Linked DNA regions of Mus musculus: region 1 is linked to region 2. Evidence: chromatin contacts called from public HiChIP or PLAC-seq data. All regions are on one chromosome and are shown on one strand. The core of a region is the stretch at or near the end of the contact, and the rest is flanking DNA. Distances in the headings are between cores, read along the strand shown. Region 1 overlaps Rnf2 (ring finger protein 2). Region 2 has its middle 26 kb from the start of Niban1.

Evidence for each region. HiChIP or PLAC-seq counts read pairs in DNA pulled down with a chosen protein or histone mark.
Region 1: an H3K27ac HiChIP or PLAC-seq map of embryonic stem cells shows a contact between it and region 2, with 6 read pairs. The contact joins two enhancer-like sites. A contact is called at or near these places in 1 of 15 datasets of contacts at CTCF or cohesin (pro-B cells), 11 of 484 Hi-C or Micro-C datasets (the AML12 cell line, the G1E-ER4 cell line, the HL-1 cell line and 8 more), 1 of 115 datasets of contacts at active chromatin or transcription factors (embryonic stem cells) and 2 of 9 other capture datasets (adipose tissue and pancreatic islet).

What each region holds. Positions count from the first base shown.
Region 1 is chr1:151,470,983-151,476,645 of GRCm38.p6, reverse strand. It overlaps Rnf2 (ring finger protein 2), which reads left to right. Exons shown (of 7, transcript NM_011277.3): 4 at 291-506; 5 at 3,302-3,574; 6 at 4,837-5,008; 7 at 5,229-5,663. The coding sequence ends at 5,330. Among named protein-coding and RNA genes, the nearest start is that of Rnf2, 27 kb to the left of the region's middle. Within about 2 kb of position 4,040, at least 7 of the 459 cell types and tissues checked have an H3K27ac peak or open chromatin away from gene starts, as enhancers often do. A contact at or near this core is called in embryonic stem cells, where this site is marked.
Region 2 is chr1:151,542,498-151,548,240 of GRCm38.p6, reverse strand. No RefSeq gene overlaps it. Among named protein-coding and RNA genes, the nearest start is that of Niban1, 26 kb to the left of the region's middle. Within about 2 kb of position 2,485, at least 10 of the 459 cell types and tissues checked have an H3K27ac peak or open chromatin away from gene starts, as enhancers often do. A contact at or near this core is called in embryonic stem cells, where this site is marked.

The DNA of each region.
Region 1 (5,663 bases), core at 2,791-5,290, 73 kb after region 2:
TCACTTGCCTTGGGTTTCTATGCAGTCTCCTACTTTAGCCTTCCTAGTGCTGAGATTACAGGGTGAGCTGTTCTAAGGCGTCTCCACGTCTCTCCTCACCCCCTACCCTCACAAGTGATATCAGCTACGGTTTCTGAAATTATGATTGTCTTGTTTATCAGATTTTCAAGGAGAGTTTAGTTAACCGGTTTACATTTTTGTGATAGTAAAAATAACTATTTAGAAATTAGATATTTTTGTTTTTAGCACAACAGTACTGTCATGTCTAAATTTTCTTCTCTTTTATTTAGCAACAAAGAGTGTCCTACCTGTCGGAAAAAACTGGTTTCTAAAAGATCACTAAGGCCAGACCCGAACTTTGATGCACTCATCAGCAAGATTTATCCCAGTCGTGATGAGTATGAAGCGCATCAGGAAAGGGTCTTAGCAAGGATCAACAAACACAACAATCAGCAGGCTCTCAGCCACAGCATCGAGGAGGGGCTGAAGATACAGGCCATGAACAGGTACATGAGCAAGTGAGCGAGAGACCGAGGGGTCAGAGACTTACCAAACAAGGGGGGTACTTTTTCTGTAAGATTAAACACAGTGACAGAATAGTTGTACATAGTGCCAGAGTATTGCATTCAAAATACTAGAATTTGTGTTTGTGAGACTCACAGAATCCCCGTGGAACCAGAGAACCAACTTTTAAAATTACCCTTTGACTTGTATACGTGTGCCCATGAAGACTCATCACACACATACATACGCATGCCAGTATTGAGGAGTATACAGACAATCTTCTTGTGCCTCTTCTGCATAGAATACATACCTTTGAGAGGTTTGTCTCTCCATCTGGTTCTAAAGCCCCCTTTATACTGCCCTGTCACAATGCCCCTTTGGAAGTTTGTAGTGAGCTCTGTGTTAATTGTTCAGTGTGATGGTGAGTGGGTTGAAGACTTCATTGTACCTAGCTGCTCCCGCCCCTGAATGTTGGGATTAAAGGTGTGTATAGCTGGCCTCTCCTGGATAGTTAAAAAGTGTTTCAGAATTATCGTATCAGTGTAAGGCTTTATCAGAACCAGGCTTACTGCTATTCTGTTTCCCTGCTTTTATCTCCCAGGCTAGTCAGTTTTCAGGGATAATCATAATTTTCCAAATAAGTAAAAGGCCCACTGGTTTAATGGCTGTCACAAGACTCAATAGCAGGATGTCTTGACAAGGTTTATCTCAGGGCTTCAGGTCTCAGAACAGATCAAGTAGTTGGAGCCTCCATATACTGTTCTCAGGTTCTAAGTGATTCTGAAGTACAGTGGCCAACCCTCTCCACCATGAAGGTTAAAAGATGAGTTCCATTTGTGAATTACAACTATATTTCTGAAAGTAAGATAGTGTTAAATGTCGAGTGTACTTCTTTTTAGAGTGTAGCACAATCATGAGTTGTAAGGACTTAATAGTTGTTTATGTTGGTCTCATGAGAGATGCAGTTATCCTTGGTGAAATACTTCTGTAGACAGTCTCTGCCTTGTCTAACCCACGTATGAAGATTAGAGGACAGCTTGTGGGCATCAGTTCTTTGCTTCCATCAGGTGGGTTCTGGGAATGGAACCCGGATTGTCAGGTGACCACCCTTATTTGCCGTGCTGTCTGAGTGGCCTGTCTGTGTGACAGGCTCATGACTGGGGACTACACTGCTGCTTAGCTTAGCTTAGCTTAGCTTCTGCCTTTGAGAGCATTTGTGTGTGTTCATTCTTTCTGTACCTCTGTCTCAGATGGTGCTCACTTCTTTCTCCTTCCTGAGTCTGTTGTTAGTCTAGCACTCCATTCCTGTCCCTCCTGCCTATTTTTCTTCCACAGCACTTATTTTCTGACATCTGTATCTACTGGCTTTGGAGTCTACATTCCACCTGGACTTTTTCAAATACTTTCATATAGATATGTTTTTGTTTTGGTTTGGTTTTTTGGTTTTTCGAGACAGGGTTTCTCTGTATAGCTCTGGCTGTCCTGGAACTCACTTTGTAGACCAGGCTGGCCTCGAACTCAGAAATCTGCCTGCCTCTGCCTCCCAAGTGCTGGGATTAAAGGTGTGCACCACCACCACCTGGCTATAGATATGTTTTATGCACTTTAGTCGTTAGGTATTTATAATTCCCCCTTCCCACCTCTGTTCGTCCGTGAGGTAGCATCTTGTCATATAGTCCTGCCTGCCTAGAACTCACTGTAGAGTACAGACTGGCTTTAAGTGTGTGGTGACCCTCTTGCCCAGTTTCTCGAGTCCTGAGATTACAAGCATAAGCCACCACATTCGGGCACAATTTTAATTTGTTCATTGCTCTTCATATGCTAATTGTAAAACCCTGCCATCAGGACAGTGCATCCTGCTAAGATGTGACTTCCCGACTCTTACCTGAACATTATTCTTTAATTGCTGACATCATAATCTGTTGCCTTAGCTTTGCTTCAGCTTCACATGGTCCAGTGTTGCCATTGAACATTGAATTTGTCTTTTGGTTGTTTTTCCTTCATGTGGGCCTTTCTGTGTTCTAAAATTACAGTAAATATCTAACAAGGTATGTTAACTGTGTATATAGTAATAAAGTTTATTTAGCTTACTTATGTTTAATAGTTTCCCAACCAACTTGCAGAATTTTTTTTCATTTTGTGAAACAGGAACTCATTTCTAAGTAGAGCTTGCTACTCCTGTCTCACTCTTCTCCTGGCTCCTGCTAACTACCTGCCTTCTAATTGACATCTCAGAGAAGTGAGATCTCATAGTGTTTGTCCGTTAGTCTTTTAGTCCTTGTTTGTTCAATAATTACCAAGTGAATACTTTTTGAATTTTATTTTTGAGACAAGTCTCTAACCCTGGCTATTCTGGAATTTGCTCTGTAGATCAGGCTTGCCTTTACCTTGCAGCTGCTTCTGCCTCCCAAGATGAGCCTTCTAGATCTCTGAAGGACATGTGGGAATCAGTGACAATGTATTTCACCAAATTTACTCGTCAAGTTTTCTCTTATACTTTTTTTTTTTTAAAGTTCAGGGCTGGAGAGATGGCTCAGTGGTTAAGAGCATTGGTTGCTCTTCCAGAGGACCTAAGTTCAATTCCCAGCTCACATGGCAGCTCACAACTACGTGTAACTCCATTCTCTGGGAATCCAGCACTCTCTTCTGGTCTCTCAGGCACTATGTACACGTGATGTACTATAGGCACAAATACCTGTGCACATAAAATTAAAATAACAGTTAAAAAACAAACAAAATGGTTTCAAGTTTGACGCCTTAAAGATAATGTAAACTTTATTCCTTTCCCCTTAATTAGATTACAGCGAGGCAAAAAGCAGCAGATAGAAAATGGTAGTGGAGCAGAAGATAATGGTGACAGCTCCCACTGTAGTAACGCATCCACACACAGCAACCAGGAAGCGGGCCCGAGTAACAAACGGACCAAAACCTCTGATGACTCTGGGCTTGAACTTGATAACAACAATGCAGCAGTGGCGATTGATCCAGTCATGGACGGTGCCAGTGAGATTGAGTTAGTCTTCAGGCCCCATCCAACTCTTATGGAAAAGGACGACAGCGCACAGACAAGGTAAGCGTGGGCGCTGCTTCCAGGTCACATGGTTGCACAAGGTTTCAGAGAACGGTCTGTGTATGAAATGAAGTCAGTACTTGCATCCTAGCTTTAGAATTCAGTCTGAATGTACTAACTACTGCCTAGATTACTTGTTTGTTTTCCCTCTCTCCCTCCCTCCCTTCCTCCCTCCTTATATTCTTTCCATGAAAAGTTGCTCTTCACAGGGGAGCAAACCTCACAGGTGATGAAGAAAAACTCTGACTTTCATACTGGCAAGGGTGGACTTCCACACCTGTCTGTCGTGCCTGTCAGGAGTGCAGCTAGACATCAGATATTTGTTGAGTGAGTGATTGAGTAGTCCACCATGCTTACAAACATCCTAAGATTAGTACTTCTCGTGTTAATTCTTCCTTGGGTGAGGGGGCTTTTCAAGACAGGTTTCTTTGTGAGGCTATGGCTGTCCTGCAACTCACTCTATAGATTAGGCTGGCTTTGAACTCTGCCTCTCCAGTACAGGGATTAAAGGCGTGAGCTACCACGCCCGGCTGAAATGTTAATTCTTTTGTTTTGTTTGTTTTGTTTTTTTCGAGACAGGGTTTCTCTGTGTAGCCGTGGCTGTCCTGGAACTCACTCTGTAGACCAGGCTGGCCTCGAACTCAGAAATCTGCCTGCCTCTGCCTCCCGAGTGCTGGGACTAAAGGCGTGTGCCACCACGCCCGGCTGAAATGTTAATTCTTAAGACAAACAATTTGCTCTTATTCTTTTTTTTTTTTTTTTTTTAAAGATTTATTTATTATTTTATGTAAGTACACTGTAGCTGTCTTCAGACACACCAGAAGAGGGAGTCAGATCTTGTTACGGATGGTTGTGAGCCACCATGTGGTTGCTGGGATTTGAACTCTGGACCTTCGGAAGAGCAGTCGGGTGCTCTTACCCACTGAGCCATCTCACCAGCCCCTTTTTTTTTTTTTTTTTTTATTTATTTGCTCTTATTCTTAATACTTCTGTCTTTGCAGTAATTTTTCTAGTAATTAAGGTTGAAAGGTTTGCTAATTTTTGTAAGTACATTGTTTATTGGTTTGATTTTTGTTGCTTTGTACCATGTATTATATATAGAATGTGAGTGTTCATCACCTGCCTTTGCTTATTATAGAGCAGTTAATTTCTATTTATTTTCAATAATTGGAACATACATGTTTTGTATAGTTTTTTTGGCTCCATGATTTAGGAACTTCATATACTCTACAAATGAAATGTTCGATGCATTATTCTTTTAGATACATAAAGACTTCAGGCAATGCCACTGTTGATCACTTATCCAAGTATCTGGCTGTGAGGTTAGCTTTAGAAGAACTTCGAAGCAAAGGAGAATCAAACCAGATGAACCTGGATACAGCCAGTGAGAAGCAGTACACCATTTACATAGCCACAGCCAGTGGCCAGTTCACCGTGAGTATTTGTCAATGCCTGTTGAGCTCCTTGGCTAGTGGTCTGGGTGGGTCTGGTAGGGGGGGAGCCCTGAGGCCCACGAAGCAAAGCCGCAGATTAATGACTCCGTGATGCCCTTTATCTCTCCTGCTGTGCACGGGATCCTGTGGCCTTTTGTTTATTTAGTCTCACTGTTACTGAGCACCATGCATTTTCATAATCTTGCCTCTTTTTGTTTTAGGTTTTAAATGGCTCCTTTTCTTTGGAATTGGTCAGTGAGAAATACTGGAAAGTGAACAAACCCATGGAACTTTATTATGCACCCACCAAGGAGCACAAATGAGCTTTTAAAAGTCAATTCTAAGACTGAACTTTTTATAGTCTATTCCTTTACTATTAAAGATGTACCATTGTTACTTTCATGGACAGACCTGGGATATGTTCAGTTTTCTTTCTGAGCCAGACTTGTTTACACTATTAGATTACCGTCTCCTTAATTTAAAGACAGTACTTTGTGGAAAGGACTCTGTGATTCAGAGCTCCCACTCCCTCCATAGACGCTCTAAGTTGTTGCTTACAGAAAACGGGGTTCCTCTGGGGAGGAGACTTTGAACTAGGAGTTTTTTGTAGTTCTGTATTCTTTATTTTTTCCTTCCATTTTTTGATATTTTCAGAC
Region 2 (5,743 bases), core at 1,236-3,735:
AGTTCTTATAATCTAATTGCCTAACGAAAGCATCACTTCTTAATGTCCCCTGGGGCTGGGATAACAGCATGTGGATGATGAAAGACGCAGTCACAGTTTCTGACAGGAGTCAACAACACTACACTGAAGGCTCAAGGATAAAATGACGGACAGAAAAACACTCTGCTGGTAACCTGCTAACTTAGTCTAAAGATTTAATGCACTTCCAATAGTTGGCTTTGTGGCCAATAAAAAACAAGTCCTAAAGCTTATGCATGCAGAGGTACAAAACACAAAACAACTGACAGAGTATTGATTGAGAGTATGTTTGCGGACTGATGTTATCCAACTTCAAGATTATTATTAAGCTACATCAATAAAAATACATCGATGGGGCCAGTGAGAAAGTTTAGGAATAAACATGCTTGCTACGAAGTGTAACAACTTGGTCTGAGGAATGTAATTAGCCTCTCCCTTCTGGAGGGGAGGGTTGCCTAAGTGCAACCTTCTCTGGACCTTTCTCTTCTAGGAGGGGAGGGGTCTGGTGGAATTTTCCAAAGGTTCTGAACTGACCTTGTTAATAAAGTCAAGATAACAAACACAAGTCAGCAATGGTGACAATACCTAACAGAGACAGCCAGCCCTCAGCCTCGGCTCAGGTCAACAAAAAAGACCAGGGCCAACAATAATGTCAAGAAAAAGTTCTCAACTGTACAGATTAACAAAGCAAAAGACCAACAAACATTATACAACTTACCCTACCAACAAGCCTAACTCAGTCTCCTCCATTGCCGGTAGAGTTCTATTTATAATCCCTCCAAACATCACATGTTCTTCTCCACAGGTCTTGACTCAACACATGTCTTGCCTCAACACATATGTCTGTCTCAGCTAACATCACTCTGTCAGTCAATTCAATTCCATCAAAGTGACAAAAAGCCACAAACACACCACCAAATTTTTTGACACGTTTATCTCTATAGAGCCCTGACTTATAAAACCCAACTATACAATATAAGACAGACCAATACATATATGTCATTAACAAAAAAATCCTTCATCACGTGTCCTTTCACATGTTTACTTTAACAAAACATCTGTTCACCTATGTCTATTTCACTAAAACATTCCTTCACAAGTCAATCTTAACACAACTGACTTTCTAAAAAAAAGAAAGAAAGGAAGGAAGAAAGAAGAACCCTAAATTTCTACTTCAGAAAAGAAAATATACATTCACACAAAAACCTGCCCACAAACATTTACAACAGCTTTGTAGGCAATTACAAAAACTTATTCTTGTTTTGTTTTGAGACAGAGTCTCTTTATGTAGTCCTAGCTGTCCATAGCTGAAACTTGCTATGTAGACCAGACGTCTCCAACTCACAAAGATCCTACTGCCTCTGCCTTCCAGAGTGCTGGGATTAAAGACATGCACACACCACACTGGGCAATTTCCAAAATGAATAAAAACCCAAAGTTGCCTTCAATAGATAAACCATAGAATATCCAGATAGAAGATTGTTCAAGACTAAAAAAAAAAAAAGAAGATGCAGGGGCTCAGCAGGTAAAACTGCCCATAGTACAAACCTTATAACTGTTTTCATCCCTGGAACCCTGATTTAAAAAAAAAAAAAAAAAGCTGGGTTGGAGAGATGGCTCAGCAGTTAAGAGCACTGACTGCTCTTCCAGAGGTCCTGAGTTTAATTCCCAGAACCCACATGGTGGCTCACAGCCATCTGTAATGGGATCAGATGCCCTCTTCTGGTGTGTCTGAAGACAGTGACAGTGTACTCACATTAAATAAATAAATAAGCAAACAAACAAATAAATAAATAAATATTTTTTTAAAAGTTGCATTCTGTGGCTCTGCTGGTAAAGTGTTTGCCACACAAGGATGAAGACATAGCTCAGAATCCCCAGGAGCCCTGTAAAGCTGGGTGTGATTTAGGGCACTCATCTACAACCCCAGAGCTCTTACAGTGAAATGGGACAGGGAGACAGAATTCCTGGTAGCCTGTGGTCCAGCTAGCCTGCCTTATCCAGCAGAAAGTGAACAAAAGCCTAGCTAGTCTCAAGCAAGGTGGACGGTGGAAGGTGGAAGACGGAAGGGCGGACAGCCAAGAGGTTGTCCCCTGACCTACACACATGCATGTGCTTTCCCCATACTCACATGTGTGCACATAGAAGTAGGGATTTTTAAAAGATGTACCCACTGGAATAAGCCATTCTAAAGGCTACTTGCTATATGGTTCTGGAAAGGCAAAAGCATGGCGACTGTAAGAATCTGGCTTCCAGGAATTCAAGAGGAAACCCAGATTAATAAACAGCACGAAGGATGCCTAGGACATGAAAGCGCTTTGCTATCATGAAGGAATTGTGTCAGTTAATCCTGAGTGTCCACTTGATGCATCTGAAAACCAAGGAGAGACAAGCCTTTGGGTGGGGTGTGAAGACACTCCCGGGAAGGATCAACAGAGGCAAGGAGACACTCCCATAGAATGGGCGGCACTTTCAGAGGGTGTCAGGTGGCACACATATAAAGAAGTCCCAGGAAAGTGTAGCACTGTTGCTCGCTGGCCTGGTTCTGCCTCTTGATGGTGAGTCCATCCGTTCTTCCTGAAGCTCTGCTGCCATGCTCTGCCAACATCATACTCCAGCGTTTGCCTGTGTTGTGCCCCTTTTGAGAGCCCCCAAAGACCACCACAGAGCCAATTCCAATGCGATCGCACAAGGGTCTTTCCTCAAGCTCGAGTTCAGGCCATACCCTCGTCACTGACGCATCAGGATGGGAGGGTGAAACCCTAAGCCCAGTTTCAAGCAAGCAGTTATAGAGTCAAGCAAACAAGCAAGGGTATCCAGCTTGGCACACATTTGATTGGGGGGACTATCATGGAATGTGCTGCCCTTTAATATGACTGGTTGGTGCTGGAGCAAAAACCTTAACCATCACAGGCAAATATCCTTAGGTACAACTGTAACTTCTGCTTTCCTCCTGGTTAGTGCTTGTTAGTGAGTAACCTGGAGACGAGTGTTAGGTGTAGGCCTGGTGATTCAACCTTAGGTCAGCTTCTCTAAGATGGAGCCTGAGCCCAAGATGGAGTTGGTCTAGTCTCTCACCTTCAGAGATGGAAGGAAGAATAATGGCTCTCCAGCATCTTCCAGGCCCTCAGTGTCAGCTTGGGGCTGCTGAGGCATCTAAACTGTGTGGTCAGTGGGTTCTCGGCTTCTCCAATGCACAGGACGCCATTGTTATACGGAGTATCTGTTCTATGAGCTATTCTAGTAAATCTCCTTTTATGATAGCTGTACATCTGCCATTCTATTATATAGCCATAATACCTAGACATCTATTTAGCATTCTGCCAGTTCTATTCCTCTAGGGAACCCTGCCCAAGAAAGATATACAACTGCCATTGTGCTTCTCTCTAGGCCCAGATAGCCGGCTACAGGAAGACGGAAGCCCAGTGAGCTCTGCTTTTCAGTTGTAGATAGCAGCATAGACTCATCGGGTGTGTCTCTCTTGTGTCTGACTTTAAAAGTGGTGAGGACTGAGCTTTTATGAGGTGGGGCCTGTACTGGTGACCAGCATCCTTAGCTTCATTTTGTTGTGAACCTAAAACTGTTCTTAAAAATAGATAAACAAACAAACAAATAAATAAATAAATAAACACTGCTTAGAAATCAAGGGATAGACGGACATAAGACTCCACTCCGGGGAGCCTTAGCTTACCGGGGACCCTCTGAGTGAACCACGTGGAGCTGGGATCGATGCAAAAAGCAAGAGGAACTTATTGTTCCAGTGCATTGGGGTTGTCCCAGACCCAAAGGAGAGGTGGCAACCCCCAGCACCCATTCCACGAGTTTTTATATGGTTTCCAGGGGCAGAACAGAGCATCAGCAACTAGGCACAATATGATTGACAGAACAGTGCACCTTTAAACTGATCAGTCTCTAGGGAATGAGGTGACAAGGACTTCCTTTCTTCCTTTGTCTGAAGGTGGGCAGCAGTCAGTCCTGCGGAATGTGTCCCCACCCGCAGGTCGGTTCCCACCCTGTGGTCGGAGAAATGTTAATTAGCCTCTCCCTTCCGGAGGTGCAAGGGTTTCATGAGCTGACCTTTTCATAGACAGGCATGGTGGTACATACTTATAATCCCAATGTCTTAGTAGGCAGAGGCAGGTAGGGTTTTTTTTTTTTCCTTTTTTCTTTTTTTAATGATTACAGGGTTAGTGTGGTCTACATAGGAAGTTCCAGGCCAGCCAGGGCTATTCTGGCAAAAAAAAAAAAAAAAAAAAAGGAAAGGAAAAGAAAAGATAAAAAAAAGCTCAAGAATTTGTGTGTGTGTGTGTGTGTGTGTGTGTGTGTGTGTGTGTGTGTGTGTATGTATGCCTCTTATAAGTCAAAAATACCTCTCAACAATTAAGAGCACATACTAGCCTTGCAGAGAACCCTGATTCAATCCCTAGAACCCACAGTGGATGGGTGGCTCCCTCCACCTGTAACTGCAGCCCCAGGGGATGTCTCTGAAAAGTCATCAGCACTCAGGTGCACACAACAACACAGAGGCACATGCACACAACTAAAACTAAGAAAACAATGCTTAAGAAATATTCTGAGTCATTAGGGAAACACTAATTAAAGCCACAGTGAAGTTCCACTTCACACCTACTAAAATGGTTAAAACGGAAAATAATAACAACAAATGCTTATGAGGGTGTGGTGCAAGTGGAATCCTTACAAGCTGTTGGTATTATCTAAAGTGATGAAACCACATTATAAATCCACCCCATGGCCAGCAGTTTTCTTCCTAACCATTTTCCCAGCCTAGCAAGATGGCTCAGTGGGTAAAAGCACTTGCCACCAAGCCTTGGGACCCAAGTCTGCTGAGCCATGACATACTGCACTCACACACAGCACATTATATACACACGATAACACATTATATGCGCACAATAATAGCAAGCAATGTTTTTTTAATTAACTAAAGTATTTACCCAAAGAAATGAAGATACATAGCCACAAAAAGACTTGAGAAGAGATGTCAATGGCAACTTTATTTCTGATCATCAAAGCTAGAAACAGCAATTGGAACCCTAGTTGCAAGCCAGCCTACAGCCCTATTGTAGTGTATGCAATACAGCTATACTTCTTAAAAACAAATACATGGGGCTGCCAAGATGACTCAGTGGGTAAGAGCACTGACTACTCTTCCGAAGGTCCTGAGTTCAAATTCCACCTACCACATGGTGGCTCACAACCACCCATAATGAGATCTGATGCCCTCTTCTGGCATGTATGAAGACAGCTAAGGTGTACTTATGTATAGTAATAAATAAATCTTTGGGCTGGAGCGAGAGCAGGGACTGAGCGAGCAGAGTTGACCAGAGGGAGCAGAGGTCCTAAAAATTCAATTCCCAACAACCACATGAAGGCTCACAACCATCTGTACAGCTACAGTGTACTCATATACATATTAATTAATTAATTAATTAATCTTTAAATAAATAAATAAGTATTAACAACTAGAGGCAAATTCAAATATCCATCAATGGGATTATGCATTAAAAGTAGCTGTGATATATTTATACAAAGAAATATTGCACAGTAAAAAAAATGTAATTAATTACATAGTGCAATCCCATGAATCTCATACTGGTTGCAACCAAAAGATAAACTGAGAATACATATTGTTCAAGGCCATTTCTGTGGCTTTCTAGATAATTTATTCTGTGGTGGCTGAAATCTGAGAGTGCCTCTGAAGGAA